2 separate regions of the Triticum aestivum genome follow, and region 2 is linked to region 1. A link is a contact called in public Hi-C data. All regions are on one chromosome and are shown on one strand. Each heading gives the region's core, a stretch centred on a gene start, on an enhancer-like site or on the middle of the called end of the contact. The rest is flanking DNA. Distances are from core to core; before and after follow the strand shown.

Evidence for each region. A called contact is a pair of places that touch in the nucleus more often than the background predicts.
Region 2: a Hi-C map of leaf shows a contact between it and region 1, with 2.5 times the contacts expected there. The contact joins the promoter of LOC123164457 here to the promoter of LOC123168983 in region 1. A contact is called at or near these places in 2 of 5 Hi-C or Micro-C datasets (both in leaf).

Annotation. Positions count from the first base shown.
Region 1 is chr7D:21,826,927-21,833,317 of IWGSC CS RefSeq v2.1, reverse strand. LOC123168983 (disease resistance protein RPM1) reads right to left here and starts at 3,981. Exons shown (of 4, transcript XM_044586845.1): 1 at 2,781-3,981; 2 at 2,404-2,675; 3 at 1-1,638. The coding sequence starts at 1,558.
Region 2 is chr7D:21,964,743-21,971,133 of IWGSC CS RefSeq v2.1, reverse strand. It overlaps LOC123164457, which reads right to left and starts at 2,735. Exons shown (of 6, transcript XM_044581964.1): 1 at 1-2,735. It also overlaps the pseudogene LOC123170657.

The DNA of each region.
Region 1 (6,391 bases), core at 2,732-5,231:
TCTTCTTGCACAAGTCAACTGCCAATTCACGTAAGATATCGTGCATTCTGAATTCTTTCATCCTACCAAATGAGTTCCTCTCAACAAGTTGTAACATGTTCCTATCAATCAACTCCTTCAAATGGCCTTCTGCCACTTCTTCTAATGTGCTTTCACCCCTTCCCTCAATGAACCCCTCAGCTATCCATAACCTTACAAGTTCCTTCCTTTTGAGAAGATGGTCTTCTGGAAATAAGCTGCAGTACAAGAAACAACTTTTCAAGTGTGTTGGAAGGTAGATGAAGCTCAGATGTAAAACATTCCTTATCTGATCGAGCCTCGAATTATTATTTAGCTCCCAACTCAACTGACCATTTATTATTCTCCATTCTTCCACAGTTTTCTCACGCACACGCAAAAGGCTACCAACTAACACAATAACAAGAGGCAAGCCTTTGCACTTGCTAACTATTTCCTCAGACCAAGACTTCAACTCCATGGGACATTCATGATTTGTATCTCTTGGAAAAGCTTTCTTACAAAAGAGATCCCATGCCTTGTCTTCTGGTAAAGCTTCCAACGTTAAGATGTGCCCTCGAGAGGCCAGTGCAGCAACATCGCCTTCTCTTGTTGTGATTATTACTCTACTTCCCTTATCATTATGAATAAGCACCCTAGACATTTCATCAAATGCTTCTGGAGTCCAAATATCATCCAATATGATTAAATACTTGTGTTGTTCTAGAAACTTCTTCAATGTCTCTTCAAGGCATGTGATGTCCATATCTGCAGTGTTTGATAGAATGTTGGCTTTATTATCTTTGGAAAGTTCCTTACTTATATTCCTTAAGACATCCTCTCTAGAATACGTTTGAGAGATGGAGACCCAAGCATGGCACTGGAATCTCTCTCTCTCCTTCTTGTAGACAGTTGCAGCTAAAGCTGTTTTACCGAGTCCTCCCATTCCAAGCAGCGCAATCACCGAGCATTTCAAATTATCACCTGTCAACCACTGTTCAAGTCTTTCTCTGTTTTTATCCACTCCCACTAGATCTTCATCAAGGGAACGTGAGAAGTTTGCTAGATCTTTGGACCTCTTGACAATATAATTCGAGTTACTAGTATCCCCATTGATTGTCATTGGAACCCAACGGTTTTTTGCCTCGGACAAGTGTGAAAGGTCTTTCTCTATTTCCTTCACCTTGAAAGCTATCCGGTTCAAAGAAAGCATAAATCTTGGCTTTTTGCACCCTTTCTTCAGGTAAAAGCAACATCCTATATCATGTTCCCGACCAACTAGACACAAGTACTCATCCACTACATCCTCCATCACATGTGCTACTTTCCTCGCCTCCTCCAACCAGCCCTCATACACTTGATTGTTGCGGTTTTGTATGTCCATTTGACAGAGAACATCATGCATTATGCGAAGCTCACTGGCAACACGACTCATGTTGCCCTGTAGCTCTAGCAGTTGTGTCCTGTACTTCGCAAACTGTGTGTTTGCCTGGTCTACCACTCTAGTCGCCAAGGCTATTCCAATCTTCTTAATGGTCAGAAGAATCACAATCTCCGCCATTATTTTCTGAGAATTGCCAATATTTCACTACTGCGTGGTGGTCTAGCTGTATATTTTCCACAATACCATTGCAATGGCCACTGCAAAATGAAGTAAGTGATACATTAACTTGACTATTAAAGTATTAATGCATTGCGCTAGTAACAAGCACTTGTGGAAATACTTCAAAAATCTCAAACCACAATGGAAAGGTGAAATACACATCTTCTCTCAATGTAATCCTCATAAACCACAATGCCAAAGTAATCCTCATAATGATTTCACAATTAACTTATCTAACTCTAACTTACGTAATGTCGTAATCAAACAAAATAGTACTTATGACAGGCAGATCCATGAGAATTCTGAAGCACTAGAGACTGTGCTATAGTCAAATGTGATAAACTTAATGTTATTGACCGGAAAAAATGAGTGATACTAAATAACTGACCATGCATGCTCCGCTTCGATATAGAGATATCTCAGCTTAAAAGGCCCCCAAATAAGTAGTCAACTGTAGCAAACTTAATTTTACTAACTGACAAGAAGGAGTGACAGGGAAATGACCTTTCATACATGCATCGTTTCTGTATAGGATATCTCACTTAAAATGCCCCAAGGTTTGAAAATACCAATCTGCCACACCAGCTAGCTCGCCAATATGAGTACTCTGCTTTTGGATAGTTCACTAATGTGATCGTTACATGTAACTTAGTCCTCTATTTCCTCACTGTCTATCTAATATATCAGATGCATGGAGAACAAATAGCTGCAAGAAACAACATACATGCTTTTTATTTGAACTGAAGGAGATTCTTCCGAGTACAACTTTAAGATAGCCAGAAAACTAGGGAAGAACAACGCACCTTCCTTGTCGTAGGTTAGACCCAGGTTACTCTTGGTAACCACCTTTTGCGCTTCTGAATCTGAAACCGTCACAGCAATCACGAAAAGAAGAGACTTGATGCTTGGCTGGTCTTGTTGTCACTGAAGCTTAATCGTGAAGATCCTGAATCCTTATGGGAGATGGGTATAACTCGGAGTGTGGTAGCTTGTAACCGATGACAAGTGGCTGGATTTGATCTTCAAATCCCCCTTGTTCCTTTTACAAGTGAAAACCAAAGAATCACCACCATACCTGGCTTGTAATGGCAAGGAAAACTGCTTATTTTTTTGAATCGACTTCGCTACCCAGGATATTGACAAGAGAACTAGGAACAAAACCAAATCAAGGTCAACACACCTGGCTTTTAATCAATGTAGACCCGGCAAGATTTGGACCTGTGGTGGCCTCCTCCTTGCGCACTTCAGGATCTGAAATCACCAAACAGTGTCATGGCTTGGTGATTGGGGAACGCTTAGTCTAGTTGTTGAAGCCATCAAGAAGCAGCCAAACAACCAGACAAAGCTCCTGCGACCCTAATGTGTTTCTGAGAAAAGCCGGAATGATGATCGACAAACTCCTGCTTCTTACCAACCCAATAATTGCTCTTACCAACCCTTGAGATTTCTTAATCTAAACTTTGGAGAACAACTCAAGATGACCAGCTCAAGGAAGGCATCATCAGGAAGCAGGCATCTTTAGTATAAAATGACACCATCCTGATCCTAGTATTATGTATGCCGTAATACCTGTCTCCACTCACCATGAAATTGTTATTAAATAGACAACTTTGGGTCTTTGCGGATAATTAATGATGATAGCTGGTGATGGCAGCGGGTGAAGCTGTACAAAATGAGTAACTCAGGATGCTGAATTTGGTTCATTATTCAGGGTCGGTGACCGCTAAGAAATACAAAAATGCGCAATTTTCTTCTTCAGAAGTGTCCCCACTGTAGATAAATGAGATTGTCTTTCCACCAATATTTGCGCCTTAATTTCCTCGAGGTAGTAACCCGTCTGACCAGAATTGCCATATGACACGTTTTATTTTTCACTAGAAGCAACATCGAATCAAGTCAAATAATTTGCCGTGGCTAATACTGGTAATCAAAGCTTACAGATCAAGAGGGCAACGCTTTGGGGGATACTTAATAATTAATTAAAGGTCGAGCTGGTGGTTACAGAGGACAAAACAGGCTTTTTCAGGTTCAGATTCAGCAAGTTCATATTGTCACCCACGTCCTACCAACAACACAAAAGAAAAGAGGGCATGGATGTGTGTTACTGCGGTTGGCTGGCTTACCTCGCCGTCCTCGCCGCCGGCCGGGCGTCTACTTCGCGGCGGGCACGGCGAGAGGGGGTGTGAGTTGGCCGGGCAGCGAGGCCCTGTCGCCACACCAGGGGAAGAGGGCGTGGGTGGGTGGTTGGGGCGGGCTTGGCCGGAGATGAGACGCAGCATTATGCCCCCAATCCTAACCCTCGGCGGCGGCGGCGGTGGAGTCGTCTGCTTGCTTGCCGGGGTCTGTCGGTGCCGGAGGCGGAGGGTCTGGCCCCTTGCCGGGGTCTGTCATATGTCTCGCTCAGCGAGACATACGGAAGCCTCGCGCCGGGGGAGTGCCAGATGGGCCGGCCAAGCGCGCGGGAGGCGATGGCCTCGTTTTTTTATTTCCATTTTTTTACTTTCGTTTATACTTAATTTACATTCCCTAAAAGAAAATTGACATAAATTTTTTGAAAACAATTGTTAAACAAGCACTTAAAAATGTTAAATGTGTATAGAGTAAATATTTCTCAAGTATATGGAAAATGTATACAAAAAATATAAAATGCGTATGAAAAAGTTGATCACGTATTGAATTTTTTAATCAAGCAATTGAATTTATTTAAAAAGTATTTGAAAAATATTAATCAAGCATTCATAAAATATTTAATAAGTATAGAAAAAGTGTTGACCATGTATTTTTAAAAGTTAATCTTGTCTTCAATTAAAAAAAATTAAACTTGTAATTGAAAAAAATATATTAAAATTGGTATCTGAACCTGCATGATATTGTGTTATGTATCTGAACCTGCATGATAACACTAAAATTGTCTGCAGTACAGTCCTACAATATGGGTATTTTAATAACTATATATACTTCACATGAATGAAAGGTAGTCATGGCCTGTTGGAAATTTACAATTTGTTTCGAAAATACTGGGTGCATGATGGACCATGGCATGCCATGTTTCGATTTGTATGTAAGGACCGAGTATGCATTATCAAGATATACCGTGTTGATACAGCGCCATCTTCTGCCACTTAGGCCTTGGCTTGGAAAAGGAATTTTATTTGTTTATACAGTAAACATGGTATCTTGAATGGATTACATGGAAGGCTGGCAGAATGTGAGAATGCACCTTGTAAAATCTGAAACTTTTGCAAAATTATGCATGGTAGCAGTTTCGAACTGTATGTTGTTTCTAAGATATGCTTGTGGTTTCCACTGATTTTTTTGTAAACTCTGAACTTTCTTTGATCGTCCTTGATATCAAATATACTTTCTTTCAATCCTTGATATATCCTATAACAAAATGTTGATCTATTCTTGTGAAGCTATGTTCCTACTCCTCATGCATTGTCATCTTGCCTTCCTGTCTTGTTTATAAACTATAACGAAAAGTTTAATGCCCAAACGACTGGTGTAATGTAGCTAAACTTTACCTTGTGTGCATGCCAAAGGTGAGCAGAAAAAGGGGAGGTTCTTGCTGGTGGACACTTTTCTTCTGTCCTCCTGCTGCTTATGATGGAGGTTCTTGCTGGTGGACACTATAATGCCAAAGGTGAGCAGCAGGAGGAAAGAAGAAAAGTTCCAATGCTTGGTATTGTTTTTGTACACTTGTTGTTCGGTAAGTTACCACAAATCAGTATCCAAGCTTCTCCGTGGTATTTTTTCATAGCATAGTCTGGGCATGAAAATTAATCTCATGTTTGCTAGAGGGCAGCATAGTTGTAGATAATGGAAATCGAAGCGGCTAGTTAAAGCTTAGTGGTTGCTACTTTTACCTTTCGTTCACTTAATAGTGGGGAACTCTGGCTTCTTTGATTTCTCGTACGATAAAAAGTTGGCAATTTGTTACTATGGGGCTGTATGGATAGTGCCCAGGCTAGCCCCACCAAATCGCGCCATGCCAATTTTTTGGCGCAGGTTTTTGCCGCCATGGTCTCACCGGCTTGTTGGCGTAAAAAGTGTGCAGGGATTGAATGGTGGCCAAAAAATTGGTTAAGAACCGAAACTGGGGCTCCCATCCAGATGAGTGCCCACGCGCATGGTCAACGCCAAAAAATTGGTTCGGCTATTGCTGGCTATCATCCAAACAACCCTAATGAACTTTTGGCAGACTCCTAGATGTATGACACTCGGTAGACTTGCAATGTAACGGGTGAAAGCTTATTATTTGCATTATCTTGACTTAAAATATGGATTTCTATTACTTCCGATCCATATTAATTGTCGCTCATTTAGTACAACTTTATACCAAAACGACAAATTAATATGGTTCGGAGGGAGTGGAAGATTTTATCAATATAACAATCACTGTCTACCAAACACATTCATTTGTAGTACGGTGCTGAGGATTGGGGATTATTGGAGGATGGGAGGCGATTTGATGAAGGGGAGGGATTCACCAAATCCCCTGTAATCCCCAACCACATTGGGGCTTAAAATACCCTCCTGCCAAACAAGGCCTAAGGAGGAAGCTGCCGGACGGACACGCGAGGTTCAACAACCACCCCTCACCGACTACGATGAGGCAGCTCATATTGTTTTGTCATTTTTTGATTGATTGGTGCGTATTTTAGGGCGCTGATTTGTCGGCCCTTTGTTTTCACCGGCGGCCGGCCGCTATTTAATTCATCGTCACCTACTCTACTCTTGTTGCATTATTTGTCTATAAGATGCATGCATGTTCATGTGGTAGTGGCTGTT
Region 2 (6,391 bases), core at 1,486-3,985, 140 kb before region 1:
AGAAATGTTTGCTAGAGGAGTCGTTCTGTCGACTACAAGATGTCTGTGGTGACTTCATCAATCTTAAAATGATATGCCAGCTTAGTCTCTCGAATGTGCTCATAGGGATAGGGTGTGTGTATTTTATTAAAATGATATGCCGGCTCAGTCACTCGAATGTGCTTATAAGGATGAGATGTGCGTGTTAAAATGATATGCCGACTCAGTCTCTCGAATGTGCTCATGGGGATAGTATGTGTGTTCATAGAGATGAGTATATACGTGTGTGTGTATATATATGAGCGTCTACGTCTGCACTGTGTTTTAAAAAAAGAAACGTATGCTATGCTCACAAATAGAACCCCCCATCATGCTATGTTCAGTTGCATAGAGATATACCAGGACCAGTTGACAATCCCGGTGAGTCGGCAGGGATCACCCCGGCAAGGGATAAATTCCCCCTCCCTATGCTTAAAATTGCGTCCGGTTTTATCGCTACCGTGATCCCATCATGGCCAGTTCCGCCCCAATCCCGTATATCGTGACAGGGAAATAATCTTCCCAAAACCCACTCTCTTGTGCTTTCAGCAAATGTCGGGGTTCCTCGTGTGCTCCTCCTCATGTGCTTTCGGCAGATGTCGGGGCTCACAATCAACTTCAACAAGAATGAGGTCATGGTGTGCCCTCTGGCATGGATCCGCGGCCATGTGCCCTCTGGCGTGGAGGTGCCTAAGCGCAATGGCCCCGACAACGGGTTGTGCCTGATATGCGAGACCTTAGAAGACTCCAATCACATCTTCTTCGTCTGTGTTACGGCACAGTTCCTATGGAACTGTTTCCGAGAAGCGGCGGGGGACTCTTGGTGTAACACCAACTTCCCCGACCTCTTCGAGGAACTTCACGCCTCGCTGAGGCTCCACCACATTAAGCGGTGGCTAGATATTGGGATCCTTGCGTGGACGTTGTGGACAATTTGTAATAGGCTTGTGATTCATCGTACTCCGCTTCGACAACCTTCTGACGCTATCTACAGAATGTGTGGCTACTTGCAGCTCTGGCGGTCGCTTAGCCGTGTGACGGACCGGGACGCCATCGACATCCTCATCACAGATCTTTGGGCATTGGCTCTCCGCTTGGCTCAGCCACTTCCCCCACCACCTCCTGAACCGGATTAGTCCATGGGACCCTCCCGCAGCCATGGTTGTGGCTTTGCCGTGGCTGTTGTATGTTGCTTTTATTTCTTGGGGCTTGTTGTTGTGCTCTCATCATTAACCTTTGTACTTTTGCTCATGTGCTACCATGTGTGTGTCGTGTGGTGTGGATCTTTGTGTTGAACTTATTGGCTCTGGTGGTTTGCTTTATATATAAAGTGGGGCAAAGCCTTTTTCGGTTATTACATAAACTAAAATATGTGAATGTTATTCTCACAATCTAATAGAGCAAATTAAGCAAAGATAAAGATGGAAACAAATCTTGGTTGGGAGGTATCTAGGGTGTATGCCACAGTTTTTCGTTTGGCAACTTTTTGACCCTGCCCAAAGTCATGTATGGAACCCTAAGGAGTTGTCATTATGATCCGATATGTACAATCTTGCAAACATGTTTACTAAAGTGAACTATTATATGCAGCTGGTGCCTACTTCCTTCCTTCCCTTTTGTTTAGCTATTCCCCTGACATTTTCTTTATGATGCCTCTGGTTTCGTGTAGTATATAAAGAAAAGCTAACATATATAACTGCTTGCATGTAGTGAATATAACAGTTTTATTGTCCGGAGTAAGCCCATAATCGACTTTGCTTCTTCAGTAGCGCATGTCTGTTGTGCACGTAATCTTTGAGTAAATTTTGGCGCTCGAGTCTTTGGTTTTCTCGCAAAACTTTTCTTCAGGTGCTCTAGTACTTGGCCGCCGACCGCGAGACGAAACCACGCCACCCAGGAGCCAGATCCTCTGACGTACAGCCCGCTGACGTTGCGCCACTGACGCGTGGGCCCGGGGTCACATGTCAGTGGGCGTCACGGCACATCAGAGGAGCTGCGTCCCACCACCCACCCACTCGCCGCGGTAGTTGCCCCGTCCCTCATGGCATGTAGCTAGCAGCCCAGCACAGACCATTCACAACTCCTTTCTCCGCTCAAGCTCCCCTTCCCCGCCGCGGCGCCCTCCCTCCTCGGCGCCCATGGCATCTAGCTAGCAGCCCACCACAGACCATTCACAACCCCTACGTCCGCGTCGCCGCCAAGCTCCCCCCTCCCTTCATTCAGGGTGACTAGGTGCCGATTAGAGGAGTAAAACCGTATTTTTACTCCTCTAACCGTTTATAAAGGACCGGTTAGAAATGTGCAAACTTTGCATACTATGGCACATCGTGGACTATCTCTAGCTAAATGGATTGAAGTAAACCTTTGGCATGGCCGTTTCGTTCTGGCACGATCGTTGGATGACCCTGGGCAGACTCTGCTTTCGTTATCCTATCCTCTACTCTTTCGCCACTGAACAAACCTGCACTGTGGCATCTCAGTATGACCAAGGTACTTGGAATATTATCTCGTACAGCAGCAACAACTAGAGGAATTACTGTACATGTGGCATCTTGTTGAAAAAAGTTTAGTAGTTTCTTGTGCAGAATATTGCAGGCCTTGATAGTAAGTAAATAAATAAATAGCTCAAGAGAAGCTAGATTCCCTTTCTGGTCATTTTTTTCCTTTTATGTTTTCAGACCGGGAGATTATGCATGGATCTGTGTACAGCCGTGTGTTCTTACCAACGTGAAGGTCAATTAAATTTCTCATCTTTGCCAGAGGTGTCTCCCATAACCGGCGAGGTTTTCAACACGAGGATTATACGAGGGTCAGCTGATTTGAAACGAACATGGACTTTGATGCAAACAATCGCAAACAAAAAAAGAAGAAGAGGAATTTACCTGTGAAAATTTGGCTTCCTCGCGGCAAGCCGATGATGCACGGCGATCCCTCCTTCTCGTCCACGACTTGGATCAAACGTTGTGCTTCACCGAATCGATCCAGCCAGGTGCGCGCACGTGGTTGGACGACCGGCCCAGCCATACGTCGGCACCGGCGGGGCGATTCGCCGGCGGCGACTTCCGATCCGGCGACGTGCACCGACGACGGCCCGGCCGGCCTTGCATCGACACGGGGGGATCGATCCGGCGGTGTGCCGTGCTTGGACGACGACGGCGACGTCACACGTCCGATCCAGCGGCGTGCTTCGAGCGACGCCCAGCGCACGCATGCGTCGGGTCGAGAAGGCCTGGTCGGCCCGGCGGCGGGCAGGCGCCGACGACGGGAGCGTCCGGCGGCGAGGTTTGGCAGAGCCATGGGCAGAGGAAGAAACGGAGAAAGGATAGGAGAGCCTCACGGCTTGCGTGCGCATCTGGCCTGATCTCTAGCGGCTTTTGTGTGGCGTCTGTTATGAGCACGTAGTTGTTTGCGCAGCTGGCTCGCGCCTGCCTGATCGTTCCGGCCGGAATTCATTAATTTCGTATTAATTGCCTGGTACCGAGGCCAGATCTGGGCGTGCCAGAAAAGTCGCACCCGTGCCCGACACGGCCCACGAGTTTTGGTCCCTTTCGGTGCTGCTCCCACCATGATATGATACAGACCCCGCGCCCCACCTGCCTTTGTTTATCACACCGGGACGGACACGGACGGCAGAAGAATCCTATGCGCTGCGTGCATCCTATGTGCCATGCTGAGAAAATAGTAATGGTAAAACTCAAAGAGCATCTACGGCCACTAATCCGGCCCTTCAAACGTCCGCGAACCATGACCGGTCACTAGTCCTGGACATGGGCAGCCCAGACCGACGCATCTCCCGGGCCGAGCCTGGGCCTAGGTTTTGAGCCGGAAGACTAGGTCGGGCTGGGCCTGGGCCCGTTATTTCTGCTATTTACTGAAGAGGCCCGGCCCAAGGCCTGGTGTTTTTTTTGCCGTGACAGGTTGGGCTTGGGCCTGAAAAGTAGGCCCGACGGCCGGGCCGGGCTTGGGCCTGAGTTTTCTACCTCAGGCTTGGTCTGGCCCGGCCCAAAGCCCGGCCTGGCCCGGAGGATGGCCAGGTCTACCGGTCACCCCCTCATTTTGAGGCTTCTAACGTCCGTGAACCATGACTGGTCACCCTTCATTTTCCACTTCAAACGTCCGGGAACCATGACCAATCACCCCTCATTTTGCTGCCTCTGTAAGCGTCTCCTTCGTATCCATGCAACTCATGCAATGTAAAACATAAAACTATATATATATCAACACATTAGCAACAAAAGTACATAATTCGGACATCAATCACATAGTAACAGTCATAGGTAGGGCAACCAAAAGAACAAGTGTTCATCACCGGACAATACTAATTAAACATTAAAAAAAACAGATAAAACGGAGAGACGAAGAAGGGCGGAGGAAACCGCCATTTCCTCGCCGTCCCCTTCCCCTTGTGGTCGCCGGTGCAGTTAGGCGTCGACGGCCAGAGGGGCCTAGCCGTCAGATCCGCCACCAAACGGTGTGCGGCTGGAGCTCGACAGTCCACGGTGTGCGGCTGGGTCCTACACATACCCGCCTCAGATTTGAGCTGCGTTTGTAGGGTGCCGGTCAGCCCACGCGTGAGCGACCGGCTTGGGAAGCCAACTTTTTTTTCTCTGACCAGGCACTGACCGGGCCGTCCGTCCGGACAGTTTATGGAGCCCGGCAGCAGCAGCGGTGCACACCCCGCGCTGTAGCACAGCTCCCTCCCTCCTCACCCCGCACTGGATCGGCGGCAGCAGCGCAGATGGATTCAACCGCCTGCTCAGCCACGAAGGGCTCCACCCCAGGCGACAACGGTAATATGCTCAGAAGGTAACCCCCAAATCGCCCCCATCTATATTCTACTACTAATATGTATGCTCAAGTTTGTCTCCCTGAATTTTCTCTGAAATCCGAACGCAAGTGGGTAGCAGCAGTTACTGATTTCTAGGGTTGCGGCGATCCAGTCGTTCCAGCAGGCCCCTGTTTTCAGTTCAACATGATGGTCAGTCAATGAATGGAATTGATTTTCATATGAACAGTTCTGTGTCTCCCACTCTCGACATGCTATACTTCTTTAGTTTCATTGACGGACGCCAACAAACTGAGACATGGAAAGACGTACTCATCTAGCTGAGGATGTCTGACTCTCGTACCATTCTGAATCTGTACACCAGCAGTTGATATGGGTGTTGAAAAATGGTCAATATAATTCTAGTTTGGCAAGGATCAACAACCAAGCTTGTCCCAGTTGGATGCTCAGTTCAGGATGCCAGATGCTCTGTAGGATTCGACGCTGTCCCCCAGCCCCAGGGTCTTCTCTACAGGCCTCAAGGCAGGTCCACCCAAGCTTCTCAAGTTTCTCAGATGACAAACTTAGACAAATTTAAATCATTAATAAATAGAAAGAAATCAGTAGGATTTACGGATTATAATAAGCTCACCTGAGGATCTGAAGAGAAGGATCAGTGGATCTGAAGGATCAGTGGATAGAAGCTGCTACTTTGTGAACTGATTGAAGACGGTAAGAATTTGGCACAGGCGATGTTGCCATAACAGCAGTGTAAACGGCCTATGTGATGGGCAATATAATAGGGTTTCTGAAACGTGAAAGAAATCATAATGAGACTCCATCTTACTAGAAATTCAGTAAGCATTTCCGGTAAACTCCATCAATGACTGTATTCCAGACTGCAAATATATGGAACAAAACTACTTCATGGTAAAAACAGGATAACTAGATATGTATCAGACCAAAGCGATAATAAGAACGCCACGTGAACCCACAAATCTCAAAGCAACCACTCCCATCTTGTTCCCCATCGGGACATCACATATGTTCCTCATATTGTTGGTGCTTTAAGATTGCTTATTATAATTCTCTATTTTGTTGGGATCTTATCGTGAGAGAACATAGTTATTAAAGTTTTGCTATGCATACTCTCATGAGATTGTTATAATTTGATCATGGACTAAATTCCGATATATAAACAATGCAATGGTAAGTGAAGGGCTTGCCAAAGCCGTGGGTTCGATCCTCCTTGCCGCACTGTGATTGTTTTTGTCCTCCAAGCGTGACTACCACACAAAAAATATAATCGGCAGCATGGGGAGTCAACCGCACGACCTTGGGCTAAGGTGTCATCGACTTCTCTAGTAAAACATGAGCCATTGTGTGATCCATTGGGCACACAGGGTCAATTTGACATGGCCTTAACGTTTAAATTCAAAATTAAAGAAAAAACGGTCACAAAGAAAATTCAGGAGGCAGGGGAATTTCCAGTAACCGGTCGGTTACCGGAGAAAAGAATCTTGACTCAACCCCATCTTGAGCTTCCAATGCGACACGAAGAAGTCCTTGGGGGTTGTCAATTAGTAATTTACTCAATACACAGGCAGC